Linked DNA regions of Mus musculus: region 1 is linked to region 2. A link is a contact called in public Hi-C data. All regions are on one chromosome and are shown on one strand. The core of a region is the stretch at or near the end of the contact, and the rest is flanking DNA. Distances in the headings are between cores, read along the strand shown. Region 1 overlaps Itpr2 (inositol 1,4,5-triphosphate receptor 2). Region 2 has its middle 26 kb from the start of Rassf8.

Region 1 (6,945 bases), core at 482-2,981, 610 kb before region 2:
CCCTCCCTCCGTCTCCCTATCTCCTCTCTCTCTGTAGGTGCCTACCCCTAATATTAGAACTCAGAATGTAGGTTGCCAGCATAGCCTAAGTTCCTAAGGGGCACCAGTGAACACCAGTGAATTTCTGTCCTGAAATTTTTATGAACTTTCATGTTTTCTGAGTTCCTGTTGAAAAGAAGCATCTTAAATATTTTATCAGTCACCTTTGGATGTTGTCTAGAAGGGGCTCGTCGCATTCTACCTGGCAGTTGTCAAAGACAGTCAGCGACTCTGTGTTTCCAGCCCCTGTATTCGTCCCCTGGTATCTGCACTGATGTTGGAGATGACCCGTGTGGGCTACAGCTGAGCCTCTTGTTCTTAACTAGTGGTTGTTTCTCTGGAGTAGAGTCCTTTCCAACTCTCTGCCTCGTGTAGTATGGAATCTGCATGCTCACTACTTGGTATTCATAGGACTTCCTCATTTCCATTGCTAAAGTTTGATGTCTGGACTCCAGTCTGATATTTCAGACATGGCTTCTGCTCTGCAACAATGTACAAAGCCCAAGCACACAGCACAGGCTTGTTCTGAAGGATAGTCACTAATGTAGCCAACACTAATAGCAACAGGAGTAAGAGTTTGTACTAGAAATGGCTGGAAGCTGGGAGACCCTGAAGAGTTTCAAGGAAGGAGTGAGTGTTCCATTTGGCAGAATCCAGAATGTTTCAGAAGAAGCAGGGCCACTGTGGGAGGCGTCCAAGAGCCCTTTGTACACGATCAGGTGTGAATTTGTGAATGCATGAGGGTGGTGGGGGTTGGGGGTGAGAGAAACAGGTAAACAGGTGGACAGAGAAACCAGAAGGGTCTGTCTATAATGAGGTAATTTCAGGAGATGAAGAAGGAATGTGAGAAACGCCAGTGCTAACTTATACATAGGTGAATGAGCTTCATTGTGAGGGAACCAGCAGCCGAGTGCAGTGGTGACAAATGGATGGAATCCATCCCGGTGTCAGGCGAAGTGTCTAGCAGCAGCACACACTAGACCAGGCCGTGGACATAATCCTTTGTGTCTCTGGGAGTTTCACGGAGGCTCTAAACATGGCCTTTGGTATTGCTCTGAGCAATCCAGCTTTCAGCTGTGTAGAAATTATGGGACACATACCGTGAATCCTGGGCTTCATTTATGTAATTTAAAAAAATGCCTTCAATATCGTGAAAGTTTAAAAACATTTTCTTTGATTTTTTTTTTTATGTAAAAATATCCACTCTCTTACTTTTATGCTCAAAGTTTAGTTTTCTCGTTTGCATGTTGACAACACAGACTCTTTAAGGGCTCGAGGGGAAATATTTCATTTAAAATAAAACCTTATATGGCACATTAGTGTTTTTCTTTGTGATTTAGGTTGAATATACTAATTTTTGAAAGATGTTTATCCCTTTTTTCAATCTGATAAAAACTAGTGCAACTTCTCTTCAAAGTGAAGTTTAACACAGGTAAAAGTGAACTTTCCTAGTTGGAAATGGCTCTCCATCCTCCATTAGATAAGCAAAAGATTCCAACATAATTTAAACAAAAAAGAATCGGGAGGAGTCACCATAGGCAAAAATACGAAGTGCTTTAGCTTTATGTCCTTGGGAGCATCAATGTTCAGAAGAGGACTCCAGATGACCCCACTGCTGGCGCTGATCTCTAACGATCACAGAGGCGGGGGCAGGGTTCACGCCTGTGTCTGTACACCGTGCTCCCTGTGTGCAGATGTGTCTTCAGGGGCCATGGAAATTCCATCATTTCGAAGGTCAGTGGGCTAGGGGCTAAGCACGCAGTGTCAGCAGCATCAGCATAGTCTCTAATTCATCACCTTCAAATACGGTGTCTAAATTTAGAAAGAGAGATTAAGCAAGGAAGGTGTGGCTGAGTGGGTTAAGGCAGGATTGTCCTTTCTGCACACCCTTCTCTTTATTTAGCCTGAGAAGCAGGTCACCTGAACATGTCAGTGCTCCAGAGAGAAGGCCCTGCTCCATTCATTTTATTATTACAGTTATCACATCAGTTTGCTTCTCCGTTTTTACCTGCTTCTTTCTACGCAAGTGTGTAGTTTTCAGTGTTTTCTTGTAATTTAAAATATCTTTGTATGTATGTGTACAACTGTGTAGTTATGTGTACATGTATGTGGTTCTGTGTGTGTGTATGTGTACAACCATGTGAATGTATGCATGTATGTGTTTCTGTGTGTGCATGTGCGTATGTGTGTATATGTGTACATGTATTTGTGTGTGTATGTGTGTGTACATGTATGTGTGCTGTCTCTGCCTTCCCATTTCTGGGATTATAGATATGCTGTTGATCTTGACTTACAGCTTTTCATAATAAAACTGCTTAACCATTCAGTAACTTTAAGTCTGATATTTACGTATCTACCTTGTTTTGGACTAAGAGCAATATTTTCTTTTGTCAAGCTTTCTAGTTGGGTCTTCTTAATACTCACCCAGTGTGTATCCATGTCTTTTCTTTGGCTTAAAGATCTTTTGTTGTGGTTCTTCTAGTGGACACGTGGAGCAGGAATGGAATGAACTGAACAATACCCTTTGGGACTCTGTTGTCTAGACAAGGGGCTGAGACTGTGTGGGTACCTGCTCCTCTCTTCCAGGGCTCTTTAAACTAACCCAGCCTTGTAAGGAACCAGTGGCTTGTGCCTGAACAGGACAATCCTGTTTTCTACAGATCCCATTGCTGGTCTATCGGAAAACTCCCAGAGGCAGTACTTGCTGTAGGGCACAGTCTGGGCATCTTTACAGAGACAGCCCACTGCCAACGTGTCAGTTATAGAGTTTCTGTGAGGATGAAAGAGCAGTTCCTTGGGAATTAGACCTGCTCTGTGTCCAGCAGGGGATACAGCATGTCTCTGTTGGCCTTTAGAGGAAGAGGCCTCACTTTGTCTTGCTGATGCTTGGCTTATAGTTCCCCCTCCTCAGAGAGCTGGTCTTAGGCATGTCAGGGATACTGTGGGGGTGACCCTGACCACTTTTATTCCATCTATAACACATTGTACAATCTTGCAGCAACCTCAGACAATCTTACCGGGTGTGTTATTACTCAGCTCTGTGAATGCTTTGATGTACAGATGTCCTTCAGCACAGAAGAGAGACAGAACTCATTGTACAGCACAGTCTGCTTTCAAGGTGTGACAGGGCTGGAGCCAGAGGGTCCATCGACATTGACATCGACATCGAAGGCAGGCATTGCACCATTCCTAAGTTTCTAGAACAGACAGTTTTCCTTGCATGCTTTGTTTTGTTTCAGGGGTCTGCTTGGTTTAACTCTGTGAGCGGGTATGTCTTTATTCTTTCTTAGAAAGCCCCCAGCTGTACACTAATCTTGTATGGTATAGGGATCTTGGAGCTAGGGTTAGATAGTTATCTAGTAATGACCTTCTGGGTACTTCAGGATGTCATAGCTCCTTTCTGGGCCAGAGGCATGACTCAGGTCCTGTTCTGAGGTATCCACACAGTCTTGTGGTTTTACAAGCTGCTGATGGAGGGGTCGTCCAAGTGACCCCAGACTTGTTAATATTTAATGAGCTTCTTTACAGTATCAAGATCTGAAACCCTAAGACCACCCAGTTGACACTGGATTGATCCAGCTGCCTTGGCCTGAAGTTGGGTTGAAATGAGTTTAGAGTCTCCACTCTGTTGGCTTTCAACCTCTGGAGACCATCAGGGAATGCAGGTAGAAAAGGGTAGGCTGTGAAGAAGCATTTTAGGGTGAGCTGACTATATACAGGATGAGATAATGTTAAGATAGTTATCGAACACATACGATTCAAAGACAAATAGGATCACTCCTACAATCATAACCAAATCCCACCTTGAAGGCAGAGATCCAGTTCCCAGCTGTTCACGGTGATGGCGCCTCATGAACTTTGAATGTAAATCTTGTAGCTCCCTTGAGCAGATGAAGCATTAGTTGAATTGTCGGGGTGTCTGCAAGGTGTTCAACATTGATAACATCACGGAAGGCCCTAGAACAGCCTTGAAGAAACCCAAAACCACGTGATTTTTGTCATTATTATTTTTATCTTATATTTTTGTAGAGCTATATTTGCCTCCTCAGAAAGGTGTATGTGTGTGTGTGCACACCCGTGTGTGTGTGCACACGCATGTGTGTGTGTATTCATGTGTGTGCATGTGTGTGTGCACACTCATGTGTGTGTATTCATGCGTGTGCATGTGTACACATGTGTATGTGTGTTTGTGAGTCTCTTGGTTTGAATTAACAGGCCTTGTGACAATTAGGTTTATGACAGAACTTCCTGTAGGCGGTACCATTTGATGCCTTTTATGCCCTGAAAAGGCCATCCACCCTGGAAGCCCAGAAGCAATGGAAGCAGGCAGACAAACAGACACAGCAGTTCTCTGATGTTCTATCTTGGGCACAATCTCAGAACCATATAAGGAGAGAGTTCTCTTCTTGAGTTTACAGGGTAGAAACAAAGGTCTAGGCTCAAATAAAGAGCGACACAAGGCATGGCTTGTGAACAAGTGAGGAACAGATAGTAACCCTGATGTGTCTGCTTGTTTGGCCAGGTATTTAAGGTTCTTTAAATGTTGACTTTCCTAAGATTCCACGAGAGAGGCTGCCTCCAGAACAGTGGTTCTCAACCATGGTCATGTGAGACCATTGGAAAACACAGATATTTACATTATGATTCTTAACAGGTGGAAAACTACAGTTATGAAGTAGCAATAAAATAAATTTATGATTGGATATCACTACCACATGAGGAACTGTATTAAAGAGTCACAGCATTAGAAAGGTTTGGAAACACTGATCTAGAAGGTTCCAATTTTAGAGTTCAACTTGGGATCCATTAATGAATCCAGCTACCATTTTCTGGGACCATGGTGGCTTTTTTTTTTTTTCCTAATGTAGGAAATGCAGTGACTCAGTAGGGACAGCCAGGTAAGCTCAGGGCATGAACTTAGGTAGGCATGGTGGCAGGAGCTGTAATCCCAGCTCTCAAGGTTGACAGGAAGGTCAGTGTGGGGTCACTCTTGGTTAAAGTATGAGGCTGTCCTGGGATATATGATATCCTGCCTAAAGCAAACACAAACAAAAAAAATCTGTAAATCAATCATATTCCTAGTATTTCCCAGAGCCTACGGAAAGGAAGCTGCCTAGGGCACATACATTTTGCTGTTTTGTCAGTGGGATGGATAGACAAAGAAATGTGGGGTATTTTGTTTGACTCCAGATTAAACGTTATCAAATATCTGTCAAAAATAATATCAAAGAAATCAAAAAAGTCATATTTCGGGGAAAGAGGTAAGGTTGGACCCAGAGTGCATTCTCTCAAGGGGAAGAAATGTGGGTCAGGGTTGAAGTAAGACATCTGCTCTGGGGCTCACAGCCTCATGAACCTATTGTGGATCCTGGCTCAAGTCTTGAAACAGGAACACATCTTCCAGGGAGGCAGAAACTGTTACTCAAGCCTCCATGATGGTCCAAATTAATGCTATATGCAAGGCCACATATACTGATCTGGGGATTTTAGTCCTCCTGTAGCCTGCCAGACATCTGCCTACATAGCTGGCATTGCTCCATCACCCGGCAAGGGTCTATCATTCATTTACCTGATGGGTGTGTGCAGGGGCAGAGGTGAAAGGGCAGTCATCCTGAGTGCCAGCTAAACTGAAGTCAGACTAACTAGCAAAGACTGGCCATTAGTGTGTTTTCCATATCGTCTGTAGAAATGTGGGGAAGGGAAGGCAGACATTTGCCATCAGAATTAGGGGTAAGGCTGGTTGGTTAATGGAGCCGCCCATTGTATTAAAGAGTGGTTATTTGTAGAGGCTTGGGGCACAGAGGGTGAGCAGGATGCTTTGCAGGCTAAACCACTCTATTGAGGGTCGACTCCTGAAACTGATGGGTGGGGACAAGGAAGGATTTCACTGAACTATTTCCACTCCACAGTTGTGGGCACCTCATGGCTCTACTTAGTGGAATCTGGAAACTTCTGTTTTTTTTTTTTTTTGGTTTTTGGTTTTTCAAGACAGGGTTTCTCTGTATAGCTCTGGCTGTCCTGGAACTCACTTTGTAGACCAGGCTGGCCTTGAACTCAGAAATCTGCCTACTTCTGCCTCCCGAGTGCTGGGATTAAAGGCGTGTGCCACCACGCCCGGCAAAACTTCTGTTTTTAAAAGCTAAGTGCCTCCTACTTAGATTTTAGATGCTGGATCTCCACTAACAAATTCCAGTTTAGTCCCTCCCTGCCACCTCTTTATCTCTCTCCCTCCCTCCTTTCTCCTCCTCTCCCCATCCCTTCCTTCTCTATTTATCCCCACCCCCATCCACGTTTCTGCATTGAGCAGTAGTCACTGTGTCTCTTCTGTGAAGAATGCCCTGCCCCAGCTTCTAGACTGATCTTGGGCTGATGCTGACCAGCTGGTTTATAATGATTGTGTAGTGTGTGAGTGCAGTACTTACCCTGTGAGATCTGTTAGCCAAGCCTCTTCCAATATCCACCTAGAAGAAGTAGATTTAGGTTGTGTAGCTGGTGAACGCTGCTGGAACACCATTTCAGTCCTTCACGGCTCTAAGTGTCATTGGGTTTGTGCTGTAAGCATGGCACCGTTCTCTATGGTAACATCCCACCTCCAGCCTGCCGAGGCCCTCCAGCCTGCCCAGTCCCGCTCAGCCCTGGGGTCTTGCATAAGTAACACTTCTGCACTTTGCAGTTTCCTAATATTTTGTCTTTGGAATAAATTTAGGGCTCTGTGGATTTGGTCACTGACCTGCATCTAACATTGTGTAGAATATAATGAACACTATCCATTTCTGTTCTCTAGGGAGAAAAACCCTTGAAATATAAAGATTTAAAGCATTTCCATAACAGTAATACTAATAAAACCAACGAAACCCAACTGTCCTTACACACTACATAGTTTGCATCCTTCTGATTCCCCCGATC
Region 2 (7,040 bases), core at 663-3,162:
GATTCTTCAGCCCCAGCTAACCAGAACCACAGAATCTTCACAATCATACTAGCAATGGCCCTGAAAAAAGTCTTTAATCTTCCCTCTGAAATTTCACAAGCCAGGCCTCCATCTTCTGCACTGTTCTCAACATTATCTTCCAACCTCCTACATAACATTTGACAGAGCTCTTAACAACGAGTGGATCTTCAAGCCCAAAGTTCCAAAGTCCTTCCACAGTCCTCCCCAAAACATGGTCAGGCTGTCACAGGAATACCCCACTATGCTGGTACCAATTTGTCTTAATCTTCTGAAATCCATAGCCACTATGCCTCAAGATCTCCATACCAAGATCCAGATCAGAAACTTCTATCTCCCAGCCTCCAGATTAGGGTCACTGGTGAGCCTTCCAATTCTGGATTGTAGTTCATTCCAAATATAGTCAAGTTGACAACCAGGAATAGCCACTACAGTCCAGAAAGTAATTAATTTCCTGTTCCTCATGACAAAAATACCAGCTCTCCTACGGCAACAAACTGGATGACAACTTAGGGTAATTGACTCAGTCAATGCCTTTTAAATTGTTAGAAAATAAGTGCTGTGAAAACAATTTTTTATTAGTGTGACCTATAGTATCCTGTGATGAAATATCTATTTATTCATTAAGAACAAAACACTAAGACATGCAGGTCCATGAGTGGCTTGTGTTATACATGAGCTGCTTGGGTTGTACCAAGCAAAAACAAAAACAAAAACAAAAACACCTATTAAATTGAATTAAAACGAAGTTGCCAAACTATTAGGTAGTGATAAAAAGTTGTAAAGAAGAGACTCATAGACCCTCATTGTAAATCCTTTAAGGGTCTAATAGCTACTCTTTTGGATGGCGATCTAGACTCATGAAGCAACTAAGGATGTGCCTAATAAACAGGTCATCACAGAAGAGGATAAACATCTTGCAGACAGAAGCCCCGGAGCTGCATGAGTTAGGGCTATGGTTCTCAAAACTGTGTGTCAGAGTGCCCTGGAGGGCTCAGAACCTCAGATTGCTGGCTTCCGCCTCCAGAGTTCCTGACGCAGTGAGAGCTAGGGTGGAGGCTGAGAGTTTCTTGCCCTGAAGTCACTGATGCTGCTGATCTTGTGAGCGTTTGAAGAGTCATTCATTGGGGCAATTTCTGGAGGCGGAAGGATGAGTAAGAAAGTGTTGAGGAGGTGATGGGAGGAAGAAGAAAGCGACCAACTGTCCTAGTATGGTCCTGTTGCTCTGATAAAGTACCCCATAGGAGGCGACTTAGGGGAGACTTAGTTCTAGGTCATGGTCCTCAGTGAGGGAAGTCAAGGGGGCTGGAGCAAGAAGCAGCTGGTCACGTGACATCCACAGTCATGCTCAGAGAGAGAGAAGGAATGTGTGCTCAACTAATTCTCTTTTTTCATGCAAACCCCCGGGGAACGTTGCCTCTCACTTCTAGACTGAGTCCTCCCACCTCAGTTGAGGAATCAAGGCATCTCCGACAGACACGCCCACAGGCAAGACTGATTGGAAGATCTCTCACTGATACTCTTTTTTCCGATGATTCTAGAGTGAGTCTTAACAATTAAAACTGCCATGGTAGCTTCCTGGAAGGAATCACAGAAAGGAAGGAATGAAGGTAAATGATGTTTTGCTAAATTAAAATAGCAGAGTGGAAAAGCAACTTCCCCGCTGCAGCTTCAGTCTCAACACCGATAAAATAGTAACACCCCAAAGAGAAACGAAGATGCTGAAAGACCTGACAGATGGAAGTAGAAATGAGGCCTGTAGTTGAGTAACAGTTCAAGGTCAACAGGCCAAAAACGAGTCCCTGAGTTGTAAGCTGCTTATGAGAGAGACAGGAGTAAGACAGCTGGAGATGGAGACACGGTGCTTGTGGCTGATTGCGACTGGAGGGATAATGTGGCTTAGGATACAGCGACTATGAGCTTATTAGTATTGCGTCTCAGAAGGGGGCACACTCATCCTTCTGTCCTGGCCAGATGGACACACACAGGCCTCTTGCTGCAGTGGCCTGCTTATAACATGTGGAAGAGATAACATGAATATGGGCTTTGCTGAACCGTTTTTTTCAAGCACACAAGCAAGGTCGAGCTACACAGACTCTGTAAAGGATTAAAGAGGCCAAGAGCATTGTATTGACGCTTCCAGATAAAAGAGCTAGCCAGGACCAGGAATAAACATCCCCTCCTTGTAGGTAGATGAAATGTAGATTACTCTGTTCTAAAGTTTGCTGGTTTTAACTGATTCCGGAAAGAAATCCACCACAGACTTAGGAGTAGTAGATGATGCTGGGCATGGTGGCATGTGCAAGCAATCTCCTAACACAGGAATCGGAGACAGGAGGATTGCTCTCCCCAGACCAGCCTGGCACACATCAGGAGATTCCTTCCAAAACCCAAAGAAGATTGAAAAACAACAACCACGCGACAAGCTTCTCTGAAAGGAGGATGCCAGTGAAAGAGCTTCCTGTGTTTAAGCATGGTGGCTTTGAGGAGCAAGTGTCTGCTGCCTCCAAGACTGGCCCTCGGCAATGGTTTAGCAGGCAGTTGGGGGTCGATATCCCAAGGGGAGGCTTCTAGGTATAAAGTTCATGAGTGAGTTCCTGGTAATTTTGCTTTCATTATGAACATGTTATAGCAGAGGGCGGGAGGGTTTAATGAGACATTCTTTCCGTTGCGTGTGTGTTTACGAGTACACGTGTGCACATACATAAGTATGTGGAAGCTAGAATCAACAGAGAGCATCATTCCTCAGGAGCCATCCGGATTGCTTTTGTTCAGACATGGTTTCTGACTGGGACCTGAGCCCCTCCTCACTAGGCTAGGCTGGCTTGCTAGCAAGCCTCAGGGAGCCCTCTGTCTCTGCCTCCCCAGCCCTGAGATGACAGGCACCTGCTCATATGAAGGCTGAGGTGAATCTCAGGCCACCACACTTCCACGACAAGCATTGTAAGTACTGAGCCACCTTCCCAACACTGCCAGTTTAGTTTTTATATACTCACACCTATTGGCCTTTAGAAAAATGCAGATGCACTCAGAAAGGAAAACAAGAAACTGAGCAAAATCATTGCATTCAAATTGACCATGTGGCCTGACAGGCTTGTCTTTCTAATAGTCCCACCCATGGGCCATCAAAGGTTTCAGATCCAGTCCCCAAGTGGTCAGAGCCTCTCAGCACTGGTGATGGTACAGCTGCTGTCTGGGGAGCTCCAGGGTGTGATGCCTCCCCCCACCTCCATCACTCAGTTCCTGATAGCTCAGTGAATGCTCTTTACACTGGAAGAGCTGGTATTCCAACACTGCACTATTAACTATCACCACTTCCATATTCAAGTATGAGTACTTTGTGCTTAGTTCCAGGGCTGACCGATTTTATCCAGCTGATGGGGTTTTACATCTGTGTCACACTTTTGTTACTTTGATGTCCTTTCACAGGGGAACATTTGAATTCTGGCATTCCCTTGCCAGGAACCCAGAAGCGAAACCAAGCTTGCCCATGAATTCCATATGTGGACGTGCATGGAAGTTGATATCGTTGTTGTTAATTTTCCTGTTGCTGGGATGAAATACCCAGACAAAGCAACGTCAAGAGAGAAAGGGTTCATTTTGGCTTTTACTCGGGTACCCCACGATGGTGAGGAAGCCACAGCGCAGGAGCTTGAGGCAGCAGCTGCTCTCGTTGATTCCACAGTAAGGAGTGAAGTCCTGATCAACAGCTCTCTCCATTGTACTCTGTCCCTGACCCAAAGCACGGGGAATGGCACTACCAACGTTTTTACCATAGGTCTTCTTACCTCAGTTAACCTAAGCAAGACAAGCCCACACAGGCATAGCCAGGGGGGTTATAGCCTACATGGTTCTACTAGCCAATCACAGAGCCATGATCCCAGTGACCTAAACCTATGCCCTAGGCCCCGCCCCTTAAAGGCCCCACCCATGATCTCATAGCATAAAACTGAGCAGCAAGCCCACACATAGGAGACTTCTGGGGAGTCCCTTTCTAACTGTGGCGTCGCTGTGTCTACCCAACATCATTAGGACCTTGTGCTGTGCCCTTGACCTTCTGAGGGTGATGTGTGTTACTTCACTATCTTTACAGTGTGGTTTGAAAATGTTATTTTACTTTGTGCGTCTGTGGGGGTGGGGGTGGTTTGCTTGTATGTATTAGTTTGTACTATGTAGAGGTCAGAAGAGGTCATCAAATCCTTGGAATTGAAGTTAGGGACAGCTGTTAGTCTTCACATGGGTGCTGGGAACCGAACACAGATCCTGTGTAAGAGCAACACGCACTCTTTAACCACTGAGCAGCCTCTCTAGCTTCAAATCCTTAGGAGAAAAGTTTAAAAATATATAATATGTTTGTGTGTTGTGTGTCTGTGTGTATGCTACATGTGTGTGTGTCCCCAAGGCCTGAAGAAGGCAATGGGTCCTCCGGATCCCCTGGAAGTAGAGCTACAGGCAGTTTTGAGTGCTGGGAACTGAACTCCGTTCTTCTGGAAGCTGCATCTCCCCATCCCAACCTGCCATGCACCCAGCGGAAGTCTGTGTGTTCCATTCTGATAACCCGGGCTGTGTGCAAGCAACTCAAGCCCTTCGGGAAAAACAGTTATATTATTACACAAACAATACTACGTTAAAACATTAACTCTTGCTTTTAATTATAGAGCTATTAATACGGGACTGACTTGCAGTGGTGTGAGCTCAATACCCAGCTGCTGCCTGTGTGTAATTTGACTTTAATTATTCTGACTTAAGTGCAGGTGGTAGCTCTCTTCCGTTGCTTTTCACGTGGAGTTACAGCGGCAGAACAATAAATGCAAGCCTTCCCTGATGTGAACCGGAGACTATCTACTTCTATAGGCGATGGCATGAGTTCTTTTTCTATTGCTGTGAGAAAGCAGTATGGTCAAGGAAACTTCTAGAAGGAAGGGTTTATTTATTTGGGCTTATGGTTCCAGAGGGAGAGGAGTCCTTCATCCATGTGGCAGGGAAGAACAGTGGGCATGGCATCGAGGGCACAGCCAAGAGCTCATGTCTCAACCTTCAAGCTGGAAACAAAGTAGGGGTACGAACTAGAAACTGTTCAGGTCTTTGAAAGCTCAAAACCCTTTCTCAGTAATGCACTTCCTCCAGCAAGGCCATACCTCCCATGTCTTCCCAAACAGTGACAGCGACCAGTGTTCAAATGTCTGAGACTATGGGGACACTCATTCTAACGGACACAGCAGTTTTCTTCTGTCGCCCTATCCCCATGATGTTTTCATCACCTTTCTCTCTTATTCTGTGTTTTTATGTAAGGTGGTGTGTGTGTGTGTGTGTGTGTGTGTGTGTGTGTGTGAATGAGTGAATGAGTGCACTGAGTGCACATGTGTGTTACTGTGTGTTTTTGTATGTGTGTCTGCGTATATGGGTAAGTTGTGTGTGTGTGTTTCTTGTATGTGAATATGTGTCTGTTTGTGTGTGTATGTGTATTCTTTGTATATGTGTGAGTGCCTGTTTTTTTGTGTGTGAGTAGGTTTGTGTGTGTGTGTCTGATTGTATGTTTGTGCATGAATGTGTGTTCTTTGTATGTGAATGTCTGTTTTTTTATTGTGTGAATGTGGGTTTGTATGGATGTGTCTGTGAATGAGGGTGCACATGAATATGTGTTACTGTGTGGTTTTGTATGTGGGTCTGTGTGTATGGGTATGTTTTGTGTATTTTTGTGTATGTAAGTGTCTGTATTTGTGTGTTGTGTGAAATGTTGGAATGTAGGTTTGTGTGTATGTGTGAATGTGTGAGTTTGTGTGTGTGTGAGTGAGAGATGTGGTGAGTACACATGTAATGTAGGGGTGTGTGTGTGTGTGTGCACCTATGTGTGGGCATCAGGAGCCCAGAGCAGGATGCAAGGCTCTCCACCATATCACCTGGGTCAGGGTCCTGCCCTGACCCAATGAATGTGAAGCCCAGCATTCCATACACGCAAGCAAGCAGTGAGCTCTCAGGTCTGCCCATCTCCTCTCCCAGCACCGCTGGGTTTATGGCACAGTCAGCTATGCCCAGCTCTTTGCTCTAGAGCTGGAGATTGGAACTCAGGTCCTGAGGCTCGCAGGGCAAGCAGTCATCTCATTAGCCACACTTTATAGTTGGTTTTTAATTCCATGAAATATATTTAAAACTGTCAATGCAAGGCTTATAAGAGATTGCTTGACATTACTTAAAAGTTTAGGATTATGCTGGGTGTGGTGGCGCACGCCTTTAATCCCATCACTCAGGAGGCAGAGGCAGGCAGATTTCTGAGTCCGAGGCCAGCCTGGTCTACAGAGTGAGTTTCAGGACAGCCAGGACTACACAGAGAAACCCTGTCTCGAAAAACAAAAACAAAACAAAACAAAACAAAACAAAACAAAACGTTTAGTATTTCCAAACACAGCAGTGCCAGGCATGACTGAAACATGGGAATATTACTCCCTGCAATTCTCTTGCTGCCCAATCAAGTCTGATAGTTTAATAGCACTAAGGTAAAGAGCTGGACATAGCTGACTATATTTTTAATTATCACTGCCAATTTCCTTGGGATATAAAAACTTTCTGTCTCTTAATATCTTAAAGGGATTTTATAGAAATTACTCACATAATTCTAGAGGCCATTTTACAACCAAACTTTGGTTAGGTTCATATTTTTTTTTCTCATCAAGTGAGTTCAATTTTGGTGATATAAAGACACAAAGCCAGGAAAATGTTTTACTAGTTTAGAGTTTATTTTGATTTTATTCTAACTGTACATTTTAAAACTTATATTTCTAAAGTAAAAAAAAATCCCTTTATAACTAGAATATGGGGAGGTGTTTTAAGACTAAGTAAATACTCTCATTTTTCATTAAATTTTTACCCATAAGTTTTTTATTCATAGATACTATTCTCCCTTCCCCCCATTCTCTAAAATGTTTACTTTGGGGGAGATGTCCCTGCGGTTAAGAGCACTGTCTGCTCTCACAGATCACTAGGTTCAATTCCCAGCACCTCCATGAAGCACACAGCTCTCTGTA

Evidence for each region. Hi-C and Micro-C count contacts between places; a contact is called where the count stands out from the background.
Region 1: a Hi-C map of rod photoreceptor shows a contact between it and region 2, with 1.8 times the contacts expected there. The contact joins two enhancer-like sites. A contact is called at or near these places in 2 of 484 Hi-C or Micro-C datasets (bone marrow-derived macrophages and rod photoreceptor) and 1 of 9 other capture datasets (embryonic stem cells).

What each region holds. Positions count from the first base shown.
Region 1 is chr6:146,332,382-146,339,326 of GRCm38.p6, reverse strand. All of the region lies in intron 26 of Itpr2 (inositol 1,4,5-triphosphate receptor 2), which reads left to right. Among named protein-coding and RNA genes, the nearest start is that of Gm35596, 120 kb to the right of the region's middle. Within about 2 kb of position 1,731, at least 5 of the 459 cell types and tissues checked have an H3K27ac peak or open chromatin away from gene starts, as enhancers often do. A contact at or near this core is called in rod photoreceptor, where this site is marked.
Region 2 is chr6:145,717,698-145,724,737 of GRCm38.p6, reverse strand. No RefSeq gene overlaps it. Among named protein-coding and RNA genes, the nearest start is that of Rassf8, 26 kb to the left of the region's middle. Within about 2 kb of position 1,912, at least 24 of the 459 cell types and tissues checked have an H3K27ac peak or open chromatin away from gene starts, as enhancers often do. A contact at or near this core is called in rod photoreceptor, where this site is marked.